Regions from separate parts of the Sus scrofa genome. Here region 2 is linked to region 1. Evidence: chromatin contacts called from public Hi-C data. All regions are on one chromosome and are shown on one strand. The core of a region is the stretch at or near the end of the contact, and the rest is flanking DNA. Distances in the headings are between cores, read along the strand shown.

Region 1 (4,978 bases), core at 2,172-4,671:
GTAGAAATGCTTAGAATATGGTCAGATAGTGCTATGAATTGATGAAAACAATACAGAAGGCGAAAGGATGGAGGCAAACCACAGGAGGAAAGAGGTAAAAGTGTGACATAAGGAGTCTGAAGTGACTATGCATCCTCCTGATGGAGCTGTACATTATTAGGCAGCTGGATATATGGATGAGGTGTTCAGAAAAGCCTCAATAGGGGTGGTCATTTGTTACTGCTCTGGGTCAGCTGAAGCCATAGCAGTGGAATTTTGTTACTCATAGAGTTGTTAGAGGTGAAAAAAAAAATGATCAAAGTCAGAAACTTAGGAATACTAATATATAGGGACAAACAGAAACATAAGTCACTAATGGAGGGGAGTTGTTCCTTGGTTTTGATTGAAATTATAAAAATGAGAATAGTATCATGGAAGTCACGGAGACATTAAAAACTAAGGCAATGATAAACATACGAAAAGGAATGAACATAGAAATCTATCTAATTCCTCTATCCCAGTTAAAAATGGAAATGTACAAAACAGGGAAGCAAAAATGCGGTTCTTGGAGTTCTCCTGTGGTGCAGCGGGTTAAGGATCTGGCATTATCACTGAAGTAGGTTGAGTTGCTACTGTGGCATTGGTTCAACCCCTGACCCAGGAACTTCCATGGCTGCCCCAGATGCAGCCAAAAACACCCTAAAATGTGATTCTTATCCCTGCCCTAGCTGCTGCAGCCCCCCACAACTGTTTTTATTTTCTCTGTAAACTTCAGAAGTTTCTTCATGCAGTTACAAATATACATTTTTATCCCCACTTACTAAAAAAAAATAGTGTATTACACCAAACACTTTACTTTCTTCATGTAGCAAAATACATTGCAGGCTTTTAAAATCTAACATATGACATATATTTCCATTCGCTTGTCTTTTAGCTCCTTCATTAACATTTAAAAATAATCTTCATATAAGTTTTACACATTTGCTCTTTATCCCTAGGTGTTTTATCTGATTTGTTGCTATGCAAATAAAGTAGTCTTCTTGATAACTCTTACTGATTACTTTCAGTATTTATCAAAGCTATTATGTCTATACATGAATTTTTATACTGATACTTTTTCACTTTATTGAAAACTATTTTGTGTTATACCGAAAGAAATTGTAGATAGGGAAAATAAAAATTCGTTTCACTACATTTACAAAAGGCTATTTGGTTTGGGGAAAGCCTGGTCCAATTAGTGTGACTGCCATGATTCTTGACAAACTAGGGAGTCTTAAGTCGGTTACTTGATTTCTCCACCAAAGACTGGACAACTTGCTTCCCAATTCTGTGCTGTCTGCACTAGTACAAACTACCTCGCCTAAAGCTATTCCTTAGTCCAGGAATTCTCAATGCAGCCTCACCAAAATGCCTCCAAAAAATTAAGAAAAGTCAATACCTAGGTGTAGTTTAGACATCCATTAATAAGTTTTCCGGAAATCTTTCCCCTTAGATTTTTTTAAAATGATGATATTGTTTTCTACTCCACAATGAGTCTTTTATATAAAAATCGCTTTAAAAATTACTTATCCGCACAATTGTTTAGCTTTCTCCCTTTCTCACCTTTCATAGAAACAGATGCTCCAGAAAGATGCATCCTTATTACCATTATTTTTAGAAAGTGAGGTTTAGATGATACTACCCCACTAAGCTCACAATGCCACCCACTAACTTGGAACTACACAAGTTGCAACTCTACAACTGTCACACCCTTGGTCGCCCACACGCGAACCCGCCCCAGTTTCCTTCTGTACCCCTGCCCCCATCCACATGAGCTTTGAACAATGCACGTCACAGAAGGCGATTCTTCCCGTTCAATTTTCCCAGCCCAGTCGTAGGCTCCGCGAAACCTCTCCTATAAACTCCCGCTGACTGGATTGTAAGCCCAGAAACCTAGATCCCGCACCCAGATCTGACCGCCGCAGAACCAAAAACAAACTCACCAGCAGACAAAGACGACGATGGCGAGCCAGAAAGCTTGCGCCTGCGCACTCCTTGGGCTGGGTAGCACTCCCAGAGGTCTCCTGGGCTTCAACAAGCCCCGGCTCACTACCCTGCGGAGTCCGATGATGTTGGTCGGTCGCCCACTTTGGTGACTGTGGACTACATTTCCCAGAAGTTTCAGTGATTCCAATCGTCTTTCGCGCTTTCTCAACTCCACCATAGCTTTGGCACTGTCTCCCTTGTCGGGGGACAAGTGTCTCTAGGCTGAGCCTCAGGACTTAGGTAAATAACATTCTACCTGTGTTAGGTCTACTTCTGGGAGAGGGCAGTGATATGCCTCGGGTTATATACAATAAGCTCACTTTAAGCACGCTGGGGTGATTCCCACTAGAAGCCACAGTGCCAGGGTATGCCAGGAGCGCCAAGCTCCAGGGCGCGTTTGAGGTTGGGGGCGAGCAGGGGTGAAGAATGGAGTGGTGGGCGGATCTCTTTGGCCGGGTTCACCCCCGGCGCCATCTTGTCCCTCGCGAGTGCGGCGCTCAACTACATTTCCCAGAGGGCGCCGCGGTCTCCGGCGGCGGCTCTGAGCGGAGCTCTTCGGCAGCCGGGCCTTAGTCTCGAGTGGTTGAGCCCGGCCGCTGATGCCCTGCGCGGGAGATTGGAGGTGAAACGTCTGTCTCGCGGAACCGGGATCAAGACTTGTTTTAAGTCTGTTCAGGCGGAATGGGCGGGTTTGGGGAGGGGAGTGTCGGTTATGAAGTTGTGTGTGACTCTGTGCTTCAGTGATGTGTCTTTTTTTTGTGACTGTGTGTGATACCGTGTTTATGTATGTGAGGAGTTTTACGTAGCGAGTCGCCGTGGTGTGATACTGTGTGTCCCTGTGGTAGGTGTGTGAATTTTTTCTAAATGACCATGTGTTCCTCTTTGTGTGCAGGCATAGGGAGTTTTGTGATTGTGCTTCTGTGACTGCGTCCCAACGGAAACTGTGTGGCACTGTGCGGAGGGAAGAATTTATGACTGAGGTTGTTACCTTTGTGTCTAGCGGTAGATATGTGACTGTGCAGCACTGGATGCGTAAATTTGAGGGTCGGCACTGTGTGTCACGTATAGTCATATGTGAGAAACGGGATGGCTCTTCCCCTTAGCAGTAAAGACCTTGAATATGATATTGAGGTTAAAGTGGAAGCCTAGATCTTCTCTGTTAGCCTTCCTCTTTTGGGGGCGGGAGGGCAAGGGAGTAAGGTGACTTTATCATTTGGACCCCAAGAAAGGTTCGGGAGTTCCCTTCGTGGCGCAACAGAAACGAATCCGACTAGGAACCATGAGGTTGCTGTTGATCCCTGGCCTCGCTCAGTGGGTTAAGGATCCGGCGTTGCGGTGAGCTGTGATGTGGGTCGTAGGCTGGCAGCTGTAGCTCCGATTGGACCCCTAGCCTAGAAACCTCCATATGCCGCGGGTGTGCCCTAAAAAAAAAAAAAAAAAGTTGTTCTTGCCCATCTCGGTCTATTAGCGGCTCATTGGGTCTGTCCCTTGTAGTGCGGAGCCAATAAACACACCACGTGCTTTCGATTAAAGCAGAAGCATGTATTACTTGTGACAAGTAAGGAGACAGGGAGATAGCTCTCAAAGCACTGTTTCTCCAGAGCTGGAGGGAGAAGTTTTAAACCCGGGGTGGGGGTGAGGGGCAATGCATAGTCTCGAAAAGGCAGGCATATTAAAGAGGCAAAGGTTACTCTAGGTTGCCAAAATCTGTAAGCAAACATGTGTTTTGGTTGTTTGTTCCCACTAATTTTTTGAAACATGTGGTGTTTGGAACTTTATGCAATTTAACGGTTTCTGCAAAACCAAGCACACTTTGGTTTAACCCCATTTTTTACTTACTGCTGTCTAGCTAACATAGTCCTCTTCCAAGAGAAATCTCAGAGGAGGAGAAAATATTAGTTGTGACATCTAAAAGTCTTTTTAAAGGTGACGATATTTTCGCTTTGTTTTTTTCAGGAAGTGATTTTTTTTTTCTTGGCAAACGCATAACAAAGACCCGTCATTAACCTGGAACCTAGTATTTCTCTTTGGAAACGTCTTCCTTGAACTTCCTAATTTTTAAAATTAATATGGCAAACAGTTTATCTTGTGTGCTATTTTGTTTTTACACGTGTACACATATGAAGATATATAGATACATATATATTTTTTATGTTTTCATTTAAGTGATGTTATTATAACTTCTCACATAATTGAGTTATTTGAGAATATTTTATTATTATTATTATTTTTTTGTCTTTTGTCTTTTTGTTGTTGTTGTTGTTGTTGCTATTTCTTGGGCCGCTCCCGCGGCATATGGAGGTTCCCAGGCTAGGGGTCCAGTCGGAGCTGTAGCCACCAGCCTACGCCAGAGCCACAGCAACGCGGGATCCGAGCCGCGTCTGCAACCTACACCACAGCTCACGGCAACGCCGGGTCGTTAACCCACTGAGCAAGGGCAGGGGCCGAACCCGCAACCTCATGGTTCCTAGTCGGATTCGTTAACCACTGTGCCACGACGGGAACTCCTATTTGAGAATATTTTTAACATTAGTGTTGTTTTATTGTATGTGTGACTAACGCAGTATCCAGTCTGTATTGCTACAAACATCCTGATTTTGGAGTTCCTGTTGTGGTTCCATGAGGACGCAGGTTCTATCCCTGGCCTCAGTCAGTGAGTTAAGGATTCAGTGCTGCCTTGAGCTGTGGTGTAGTTCACAGAGGCGGCTTCAATCTGGTATTGCTGTGGCTGTGGTGTAGGCCGACAGCTATAGCTCTGATTTGACCCCTAGCCTGGTAACCTCTATATGCCGCGGGTGCAGCCCTAAAAAGACCAAAAAAAAAAAAAAATCCTGATTTTGTTTGAAGGGGCACTGTGCCCAGCTTAAAGAGAAACGAATAGGAAAAAACAAACAAACAAAAAAACCCCTCCACGTTTTATCTTATCTTATAGATGTAAACAAAAGCTGTTAGATTGGGTTTCTTAAACAGTTCT
Region 2 (4,959 bases), core at 2,168-4,667, 220 kb before region 1:
AGGTTCCCAGGCTAGGGGTCTAATTGGTGCTGTTGCCGCTGGCCTACACTGCAACCACAGTAACGCCAGATCCGAGCTAAGTCTGAGAACTGCACCGCAGCTCACAGCAATGCTGGATCCTTAACTCACTGAGCAAGGCAAGGGATCGAACCCACAACCTCATGGTTCCCAGTCAGATTCGTTAACCACTGAGCCATGACGGGAACTCCTCTTTTTCTTTTTTAGGGCCTAACTGTGGCATATGGAAGTTCCCAGGCTAAGTGTTGAATTGCGCTGCAGCCACCAGCCTATACCACAGTTCACAGCAACACTGAATCCTTAACCCTCTGAGCGGGACCAGGGATCAAACCCACATCCTCATGGATACTAGTTGGATTCCTTTCCACTATGCACGATGGGAACTCCCTTGTTGTTCTTCTAACATTAGGAAATCTTTTGGCATAATTCTTTGTACACATTTATACTACATTGAAATCAACCTTTGATTTGGAACTTTCATATCTATTATCACATGTTAATTAAAGGAGCAGGCTATTAGATTGAGGTGGATTTAATGCCTTGGTAGCCTGTAGAAGGAAACCAAAACCTAATCAAGCAAGGTCAGTTCACTAAAATCAGAGAAAATAAACATCATGAACAACCAATCACAAACAGCTAACTGAGCTTTACCCGATAAGGCGACTGCTTAAGCTATAGCCAGTCAAGTAATTTCCTTGCTTTGTTTTGGAGACTTCTCTATGAAAATCTCTCCACCAGCTCCCATTTGTTGCGTGTTCTTATTTACTTTCATCTTGATGCTGTCTGATTCAAACTGATGTATACTCAAGTAAACTCCTAAAAAAATTTATGTCTCTTTTTAGCTTTTAATGCAAATGAAACTGATTAGTACTTTTCTTTTGGTCTGTCATTATCAATTTTTATACTAAAGTTAATTACAGAAAATTCCTTCTTTTCCTAGAATCTGAATCAACTAAACATTTAGTTCAAAAATTAGCTAAAACTAGGAGTTCCTGTGTAGCTCAATGGGTTAAGGCTCCAGCATTGTCAATGCGTCGGCTTGGGTCACTGCAGGTTTGATTCCTGGCCTGGGAACTTCTGAATGCCATGGCTGTGGCAAAAAAAAAAAAAAAAAAAAAACAACCCCCCCACACACACATATACAAAAACAAAAAAAACACTAAAACTCAGTTATAACCATCTAGTAACTTTTTTTTTTTTTTTTTTTTTTTTTGTCTTTTTTGCCTTTCCTAGGGCTGCACCTACATATGGAGGTTTCCAGGCTAGGGGTCTAACTGGACTGTAGCTGCCCGCCTATGCCAGAGCCACAGCAACGCAGGATCCGAGCAGCATCTGCAACCTATACCACAGCTCACAGCAACGCCAGATCCTTAACCCCACTGAGTAATGCCAGGGATCGAACCCAAAACCTCATGGTTCCTAGTTGGATTCGTTACACTGAGCCACAACGGGAACTCTGCATCTAGTACCTTTTTAATAGAACATGTTTTAAGACATTTGAATTTCATTACAGTTACTGTTCTGTTTAGGTGTTCTGCTCCTTTTTTTTTTTTTTTTTTTTTCACACAGTCAAGGCATGTGGAAATTCTTAACCCAGGGATGGAACATGCACCATAGCGGGGACCCCAGCTATGACCACATGGGATACTTAACCAGCTGAGCCACACGGGAACTCCCAAGTTTTCTACTTCTTAGTAGAAATCAGTAATTTGAATTTTATTAGAAAATTACAGTTACTTCTACTATGGTTATGAAGTTGCACAAAGCCTCAAAATTGTTTTAAACATAATGTGTATGGTTTAACTTTTCACATTTCTAATGCTTTTGTTTTGAGTTAATGTTTTGTTATTGCTTATTGTATTTCATTTATCTTTTTTTCTTTTTTTTTTTTTGTCTTTTGTCTTTTTTAGGGCCGCACCCTCGGCATATGGAGGTTCCCAGGCTAAGGGTCTAATTGGAGCTGTTGCCACCAGCCTATGCCAGAGACACAGCAACGCCAGATCTGAGCTGCATCTGCGACCTACACCAAAGGTCACAGCAAGGGAGCGAGGCCAGGGATTGAACCCGCAACCTCGTGTTTCCTAGTCAGATTCATTTCTGCTGCACCATGACGGGAACTCCCATTTATCTTTTAGAACCAAATTGAATTTCAAAAAATCTGGCCCACTTTTTTGTTTTCTATAGTTCATCAATTTCAGAATCAATACTGATGTAAGCAGTTTTCATATATTGAGGTGTGGGAAAGTCATACTGGCTTGTACATAATTTGGCCTGAACTTTATATTGTGAGAACAGCCTTGTATCCTGTTTATTATACATTATACACCTTCTTTAACCATTAAAGAAAAAAATGCACGATCCACAAGTAAAGAATGTCCACTTTGAAAATAGGGATAAATGTCTTCCTTCCTATAAGCCCATGCCAGTGCTTCTTCAAAGATAAGATTCCCTTCCCAGGAGTTCCCAGTGGCGCAGTGGTTAACGAATCCGACTAGGAACAATGAGGTTGCGGGTTCGGTCCCTGCCCTTGCTCAGTGGGTTAACGATCTGGCGTTGCCGTGAGCTGTGGTGTAGGTTGCAGACTCGGCTCTGATCCCACGTTGCTGTGGCTCTGGCGTCGGCCAGTGGCTATAGCTCCGATTCGACCCCTAGCCTGGGAACCTCCATATGCCGTGGGAGCGGCCCAAAGAAATAGCAAAAAAAGACAAAAAAAAAAAAGTTTCCCTTCCCAGACACCAAGGCTATACTGACTTGCTGTGTACATGCTAATCTGTCTCTTTTGAAATCTTGAAGGAATGTTCCCATGTCATATTTGATGTATGTTCTTTGTTCTAACAAGATATAAAACTGTGCTAAAAGCCATGCTTCTCTGGAGCAGTTTCTCACAGCTAGGGAGAGGCTAGATCCACATCCCCCGTCTCCACTCTAGTACTCCTGCGCAGGTGGAATAAAACTCTTTTATTCCTTATTGTAGTTTGTTTACTGATTATTTGTGTCCACAATACTTATTCATTTTATATTTAATAAAATTTGGTAAGTAATGTTTTATAATAAGGACATGACAATGGCCAAAATATAAGGGAACGCTCTTAAAGTAAGAAAAAACTCACTAGAAAGTACTGTTAAAAAATATTAGTGTGACTTTCTAGAGATCTTTTTACCTGTGTTTTTTACCTGTATTAACATACTTATAAATGTTTGAAAACCGTATTGCACGGTATATAGTTTAGTATTGGCATCCTATTCCGCACTCAGGGTCGTTGTCCTTGAACCTCCTCAGGCCCTTCCCAGACTCCCCTCCGTCTAAACTCTCCCCGGCCACGTCCCCAGCCCGCTAGTCTGGGACTACATTTCCCAGAAGCCCTCAGGGTGGGCCGGCCCAGCCCCTACCGGGCGTCTCTGAGACTCCGCCCCAATCTTGCTGAAAAGCGGAGACCTGGGGCTACGGCTTTACGGCGTTCCTGACCGAGGACTGCGTGGGATCTGGGAATGAATTTTCCGCCGGAACGCGAGCACCCACTTTTCCCGACTGTCGGTTACATTTCCCAGAAATCTCCACGGTCCACGGCCCTTTCTTACTCTTCGGCGGCCACCTATGCTACCCCGCCCTGTCGGTTCGCCCAGGTCTTCGACGGTGTTCCAGCGTAGCTGGGCGGTCTGGACTGCGTTTCGCTAAAGGCTGGGAACGCTACGCGATTCTGGGCGGAGAAGACTGTTGTGCGGGCCGCCCAGGCTCCAGTAGTTTTCCTCCTCTGGACTACATTTCCCCGAGGGCTCCGCGGTGTAAGCAGCTTTTGGCTGAAAGTGGCTGGCTGGTGGTGAGTTGGCGGGAGTTCGGACGCTAAGGATCGGGACATTCCAGGCGACCTCGCTCACTGGTTTGGGGAGGATTCAACCAGACTGGAGAGAGAGGAGCCCAGAGAAGTGGACGGTGAGGATTCCCGGGACAGGGCTGGGGTCTGCCAGGAGTTTGTTAAGCGTGGTTGACTGTCGGGCTTGTCTGAGCGGCGTGCAGAGAGGGTGGGGTACCTTATCTAAGTAGTACTATGTATGTGTTCGTGTGTGTGTGTCTCCCGCGGTGGATACCTTAGCTGGAGAGAGTGGGTGTGCGCGCGTGCCCCCATTGTGGCCACTTCGCCAACTCTGCCTTTGGGGGTAGAACTGGGAATGGCGCCTTCTTTGTACGTTTTTGGTCGGCGCCGAGTGGGGTCCGCTAGCGAATGTTTGGAGCTTCTACCTCAAGCCCAGATTGATCTCATTGCAATCTCCATCCCAAGAGCTGCACAGCTGCAGCCGCCCACTCTCCATCGTGCTGAATGGCTTTCTCCTGGGGTTGTTTATGGTGTTTGTCCGGGGGTTTCTAGAGCTTTGGGCAGGGAGCCCCTCCTATTTCTATTTCTCTGTTCTTTGATCACCTTGACCCCTGTGGTCACCTAGGATCCAGGCCCCGGGAGGCCTACAAAACAGGAATGTGGGACTCTGATAGGTGGAACCAATTAGAATGTGTCTTGGAGCCACAGATCTGGGCTTGGTGTAAGATACTGGCCTAAAAGAACCCGAAGTCCTGCCCTTAGGGAGGAAGGAGGCTGCAGTCCGGGAGTCTGGCCCAGGACTCCCACCTGTACCCCTAAGACCCCCTGCTCTTCTTTTTCATGAGGAAGGGAGTGGTGGAGTTGCAGGCTTTTAGACTTGGCCTCCTCTGGGCTCCAGGAAGGAACTGTTGTTTCATAGTTTCTTAACCTTTTCCCACTTTTTCCTTCTCTAAGAATCCGGAAGAGGAGGAGAGAAGAGCCGCTGTGCATCAGAAGTCATGGCTGAGGTAAGTTGTATTTGCCATTTTCTTTTTGGAAAGTTCTTGCTGGTTTTCAGGACAGTATCTTGTTATAGGAGTCTATCTAGAAGATTTACAGCAGTGATTTGGAGGAAGGGGAAGAGAGGAGG

Evidence for each region. A called contact is a pair of places that touch in the nucleus more often than the background predicts.
Region 2: a contact with region 1 is called in a Hi-C map of liver, with 5 times the contacts expected there. The contact joins the promoter of LOC102159768 here to the promoter of ZNF260 in region 1. A contact is called at or near these places in 3 of 47 Hi-C or Micro-C datasets (heart right ventricle, liver and skeletal muscle).

The regions. Positions count from the first base shown.
Region 1 is chr6:45,856,517-45,861,494 of Sscrofa11.1, reverse strand. ZNF260 (zinc finger protein 260) reads right to left here and starts at 3,421. Exons shown (of 5, transcript XR_002345315.1): 1 at 1,962-3,421.
Region 2 is chr6:46,077,800-46,082,758 of Sscrofa11.1, reverse strand. LOC102159768 (zinc finger protein 568-like) reads left to right here and starts at 3,417. Exons shown (of 6, transcript XM_021097156.1): 1 at 3,417-3,949; 2 at 4,785-4,837. The coding sequence starts at 4,829.